Regions from separate parts of the Mus musculus genome. Here region 2 is linked to region 1. The links are chromatin contacts, called in public HiChIP or PLAC-seq maps. All regions are on one chromosome and are shown on one strand. Each heading gives the region's core, a stretch centred on a gene start, on an enhancer-like site or on the middle of the called end of the contact. The rest is flanking DNA. Distances are from core to core; before and after follow the strand shown.

Region 1 (2,700 bases), core at 112-2,611:
TCAGGATGAACATTCCTGCTTGTCTCCTTAACTCGCTTCTTCTCCTTCCTCTTCCAGGGGTCTGGACTCTAACCTGCACACTGAGCCTGTGTCCTTTCCTATGGCTGGCTGCAACTTGACCTGTAACAAGACTACACAACAGTCCAGAGACTAATTTGTCTGCAGCCACAGTCTCTGAGGTCACGGGGTCAACATATTTAGATGGACTGTCCGGGGACTGTTGAAGATTCCCATGAAGTGTCCCAGAGGCTTCAGACACACCTCAAGTTATCTTGCTCTGCCCGTTCTATTTCCATCTCTCTCTCTCTTCCTCTCTCCTGCTCACATCCTGTCAGCAGAGATAGTGAAGTGGCCTTACCTGGCACAGCACAACTTTTGGAATTCCAAGTATTCGGATTATTTCTCTTTTCCCCACTTTCAGCCAGGAGGCAGCCTTCCATCTGAAGTTGCCCCTTGCTAAGAGAGGCAGCCCTGAAAGGAATCAGGATGGAACGGGATGAGCAAAGTGACCCAAGCAAGAGAGGAGAGAAGGGAAAGGTCTATTCTAGAAAGGAAGCCACCTGTGAAGGGCCAGAGGGAGTCAGAGGCAGCTTGGTGTGTCCAGGGCTCAGAGTGCCAAGAAAGAAAAAATGAGTGATGTGAGGCAGGGGATTAGCTGGGATGACCGAGAAGCACTTGCCAGGTGGATAAACACTAGATAACCACAAAGGCCTTGTTGTAGCGAAAGCAATAGAAGCTAAAGACTACGGCAGGGGAGACCTTGCTGTCCTGGATGATGAATTAGGGAGAGGCCCAGTGAAGAAGCGGGAACAGCTTGAAGTGGTAGCTGCCAATCAGCAAACAGAAATGTATATGGTTTTAAATGATGGAGAAAATTGTTCTGTGCTAGCCCATTCCATGTCAGGGATGTTCATGAGCACTTCTGGGAGTTGTATCCTCTCCTCACAAATAAAAGGAATCCCAGTGGGGGTGGCCCCTTTGTTGATGTTTTTTTTTTTTTTTTTACAAAATATATATTCAAAGTAATGCAAAAAGCGATCCCACAATTCTCTTTTAATGAAAATATTCAACGAAAAATAAAAGAAATCCATCACTCTAAAGGAATGTTGTTTGCCCTCCCTGCTTCCTGGGAGACTCTCCTAATAAGGGCTTGTCCTTCACACATTGCACACAGTGCCTCTTGTACCCGCTGTGGTCAGTACTGCAAACCCCAGAGACAGTCAGTGGCTGAGAGCTCCTCCAGGAAGCAGTTGTTAATCAACTTAGATCGCTGGAAATAACTATCACTTTGGCATCCTGGGCAATTTTCCCTCTTAGCAAACTAGCTCTCTGGTTGAAGGTGACATTGAGTAAAGCCTGTGTGACAGAGCAAAGCCAGCGTGCAGGAGTTTCCTACAGAGCCTATGTAGAAAACCAAGGCACCACAGCCCAGGAAGGCCAGTGGAGCCAGCGCTGATGGCTTCACCTGCCTCACACACTCACCTTCGTCCCGCCACTGTGCCAAAGCCTGCCTGCCTACTGGGGGCCAGTGGTGACTCCTCACCAGACGTGACTGCCTCAGTATAAAGTTTGTGTGTGCAGGTATGTGTTTATGTTTACATACGTGTATTAGCACGTGTGTTCATGCATGCAGAGCCTGAAGTTAATCTTGAGGCTATTCCTCAGAAGCTATCCACCTTGGTTTTGAAATGTTTATTTTGTTTATGTGTCTTTTGCCTGCACATGTCTGCGTGCCACATGTGTGCCCGGCACCCTCAGAGGCTAGAAAAGAGTGTTAGGTCCTCTGGTTGGAGTTTTACACAGATGTGAGGCACTTTGTAAATGCCAGGGATCAAACTCAAGTCCTCTAGAAGGGCAACCAGGGCTCTTAACTGCTGAGCCATCGCTTCATCTTGGTTTTTGAGACAAAGTGCTTCACTGAGACTTGGGGTTCACCAATCAGGCTAGAATGGCTGGCCAGCAGCCTCCAGGGACCTACCTGTCTCTGCCTCCCCAGCACTGGGGTTTGAAGCATGAGTCACCACAACTGGCTTTTTGCATGGGTGTTGCAATAGTCTTCATGCAGGCCATTGACAAACTATTTCCCTGGGGCCCCTCTGCTCCTTTTTACCCTTTAATGTTTCCAGCCTATGGCTCTGACTATGAAATAGGGAAGACATTGTTTATAAGGAGCAGTGTGTTATTAGACAGCCGAGTCTCAAAACCTATGTCAGCATTAGTCTTGGCCATCCATTGTTGAAAAACATGCACTCTACATCTGTGGTTGTCCAATGGGGGAAGCAGAACCACACCTGTTGGAAGAAAGAGACGCCACTCATGCATCTTCTGAAGCCTCTTCTAGCTCTCTGATCCACCACTGGCTCAGAAAATGCACGAGGGAAATTACATGGCTCATTGTGGATCCATCTGGGGAAACATGACATACACAGAGAAGTATGTGGCTTCTTTTTTTTTTTTTTCAAAAAAAAAAAATTTCAAGCTGCATTTGAAATCACTTCTTTCATTCACCACAACATGGATGACTGCCATATAGCCACAATGGCACATCAGGGCCGCAGGATAAAGCCCCCACAGCTTATGTCTTGGTCATGAACCAAGCTCCCATGCCTACTGATTTGGGGAGAGTCACAGGGCTCCTGTTGGAGACTGATCCTGAACAGCTCCCCCTGAATTAGGTGCCCGTCCAAGGCCACAGGATCG
Region 2 (2,853 bases), core at 153-2,652, 220 kb after region 1:
TGCGCATGCGCAGAGCTCCACGGGCGCTTCCTCATTCCCCACCCGTCCTGTGCGTATTCTCTCTTTGCAGATTTCTAAGGTTTGCATGTCCCCAGGTCTTATTTTATTTTGTTTTATTTTTATGTATATGTGTACACGTGTGTGTGTGTGTGTGTGTGTGTGGTCTAGAGGAAACTTCACGTGTTGCTTCTCCGGCACCAATAACCTTGTTTTATAGCCTGGCATTTACCAAGTAGGAGAGGCTGGCTGGACAATGAATCCCAGGGATCCACCTGCCTCTCCATCCCCAGTGTGGTTATCATAAGCATGCCCCACAATGCCTGGATTTTTATTTTATTTTATTTTTATATTACTTCTGGAGCTTGAGCGTGAGTCCTCATGACGGCCAGGCAAGCACTTGGCTGACTAGGCTGTCTTCCCAGCTCTGTGCCTCCAGGACTCTTTGCCTCTCTTCCATCCTATCACCAACTTTGTCTTAAGAAACTACAAATCTGTTACTTCTCTGTAAAAAAAAAAAAAAAAAAAAAAAAGAATGCTGTCTGTATTTTTCTGTACATTTTTTAAGGCCAAACTGCCTAGCTACCACCCCTGCCAACGCCCCACCATGCTGCTGTCTTGTGGAGAACACTCTGAGCATTACTTGGTGGATACACATTCTGTCAACCCAGGGTGACGTCCTGAGCTGGCACACAGCCTTCGGATCCCAAATCCTGCCCCTGTCTGTCTCTCGTTTGCTGTGGCAGCACCCCAGGGTGTGGCTGTCTCCAAAACAGCTCTGCCTGGCTTCTGCCGCAAGGGGCTAAACCGTGCCAGCAAGTCCTCTTAGGCGATGAATTGCTCATCCATTATTTTTATCTCTTTCCCATAAACCGTAAAGTAGATTTTCCCGGCAATTTTGAGCCCCATTCCTTGTAAAACCACTACCAAAAATGAACAGCAAACCTCTGAGGCAGGAAGTATGGGGGCCTCGGGAAATGTTGGCTTATTCTCAACAAGGACATCAATCCTGCTTGCTCCTCTCAGGTAAAATAACCCGAAGGCTTCAGCCTTCTTCATTCGTCCTCATGCTGTGCACTCCCAACAGCCCTATGTGACCCCCGCGAGGCGGGAGTCAGTGGCAGTTATGACGGACACTCAGTGCTTTTAGACCCGGAATGAATGTTATGGTCGGGACATCCAGAGTGTGTATGCAAAAGCCCCGTGGGAGCTAGCTACCATCACTTAGACCACTCTTCCATTAATTAGCTGTTTGCACACCACCCCTGAGCTGGAGCCAGCTCGAAGACAAGGAGAAGCAGGGTACGTATCACGTGTCTTCTTGTAGCTTACTCTGTTTACTCTCTGTCGCTGTCATGAGTCACCACAACCAAAAGCAGCTGGAGGAGGGAAGTGTTTGTTTGGGTTTTCTTGGCGGTGTCCCAATTATAGGTCATCATGAAGGGAACCTGGGGGCAGGAGCTGGAGCAGAAGCACGGAGGAGTGCCGCACGGAGGAGTGCCGTTTCCTGGCTCGCTTCTCATGGCTTCTTCAGCCTGCTTTCTTACATGAGCAGGACAGCCAGCTCAGTGGGCTGGGCCCTCCCACATCAATCACTAATCAGGAAAATGCAGGACAGTGGATTGGAGCTATTTTCTCTGTTGAGGTTCCTCTTCCCAGAGACGCGACTTTCACGAATACTATGAAGCCTGCAGTGGCGGGAGGGGTGCCAGCACACACACTATGAGATGGCAAGAGTTCTTGGTCAGGGCTTCCTACACCTTTCCTCTCGTGGTCCACTGTCACTTAGGAAATTCGTATTATAATTTTATATAGATCTCTAAAATAGATTTACAGCCTGATACTTGCTGATAATAAATCACAAACAACTGTATTTTAAAACAAATGTTTGGTGTACATACAAATTACCATTTATATTGCAGCTTGGTTTTATTATTGTCAGTGCCAAGAACACTTCTTACTCTGAAAGCATAATTCAAAATATCAGAACTAAGTTTAGGGCTGTTTCAGCAAATGTTGGAAACCCTGCCCTAATCCCAAGCCAATATGGTTCATGATTTCTAGGTGAAAATCAAATCAAGACAATATTTAAAAAAAATTAAGTATTCAAATGCCACATGATCCAAAGACACAAGCGCCGGGTAGGTAATGAGGGATGATGAAGAAACCATACTTGAAGTCTTTGTGTTTGACAATTAGCCCAATCTGTTCCCATGAGAGCAGAAATCTCGGTGTACTGGAAAGTATTGCAACCCACAGCATACGGCAGACTCCATTTAGACTTGGAGAGACCGGGGTGGGGGTAGAGGGCTGCGAGGGAGGGGGGTTAGTGGTAGAAGCTGGCAGAGTACGCATGCGTGTTTTGATCAGAGGCTGCACTGAGGTTAAGAAATGCCAGGCCGTTGCGCATTGCCAGAAACACTTCTGATTTATGACACATTTCATTTGGAACTAATTTTTGGTTGTTGCACATTCAGAAATCCTTTGCCCCTGACTAATTGTTGAGAACTGCATCCTGTTGTGCAACCCTACGCACTCAGCTGTGTGCAGATATTGAATTAGAATGAGAGGAAGCAAGAGTTCTAGACCAGGGTTTCTTAAGCAGGCAGGTTTTACATAGAGCATAATATTGCAATACAGTGTGTTAGGTGTTTTGGTGGAAGATGAATCCTGTGACCTTTGCCCTCATCTGTCACTGCAAAATATAGTAGACACTACAGTCATTATCAACCCACCTTCAAAGCAGGGAGATTGTAGCTGGCAGAGGAAAAACCCCGTTGGTTTGCTCTCATCGCCCTCTAGTGCCCACACTGGAGTATAGCCGTGCTAAATGGATTTCGGCCCCGCACTGAGTAA

Evidence for each region. HiChIP or PLAC-seq counts read pairs in DNA pulled down with a chosen protein or histone mark.
Region 2: a contact with region 1 is called in an HNF4G HiChIP or PLAC-seq map of pancreatic cancer cells. The contact joins two enhancer-like sites. A contact is called at or near these places in 1 of 484 Hi-C or Micro-C datasets (uterus), 1 of 115 datasets of contacts at active chromatin or transcription factors (pancreatic cancer cells) and 1 of 9 other capture datasets (liver).

The regions. Positions count from the first base shown.
Region 1 is chr9:60,526,025-60,528,724 of GRCm38.p6, forward strand. It overlaps Gm51679 (a long non-coding RNA gene), which reads left to right. Exons shown (of 2, transcript XR_003948172.1): 2 at 58-979. It overlaps 9230112J17Rik (RIKEN cDNA 9230112J17 gene), which reads right to left. Exons shown (of 4, transcript NR_040464.1): 3 at 359-471. Among named protein-coding and RNA genes, the nearest start is that of Gm51679, 7.6 kb to the left of the region's middle. Within about 2 kb of position 1,362, at least 27 of the 459 cell types and tissues checked have an H3K27ac peak or open chromatin away from gene starts, as enhancers often do. A contact at or near this core is called in pancreatic cancer cells, where this site is marked.
Region 2 is chr9:60,742,004-60,744,856 of GRCm38.p6, forward strand. No RefSeq gene overlaps it. Among named protein-coding and RNA genes, the nearest start is that of 1700036A12Rik, 24 kb to the right of the region's middle. Within about 2 kb of position 1,403, at least 102 of the 459 cell types and tissues checked have an H3K27ac peak or open chromatin away from gene starts, as enhancers often do. A contact at or near this core is called in pancreatic cancer cells, where this site is marked.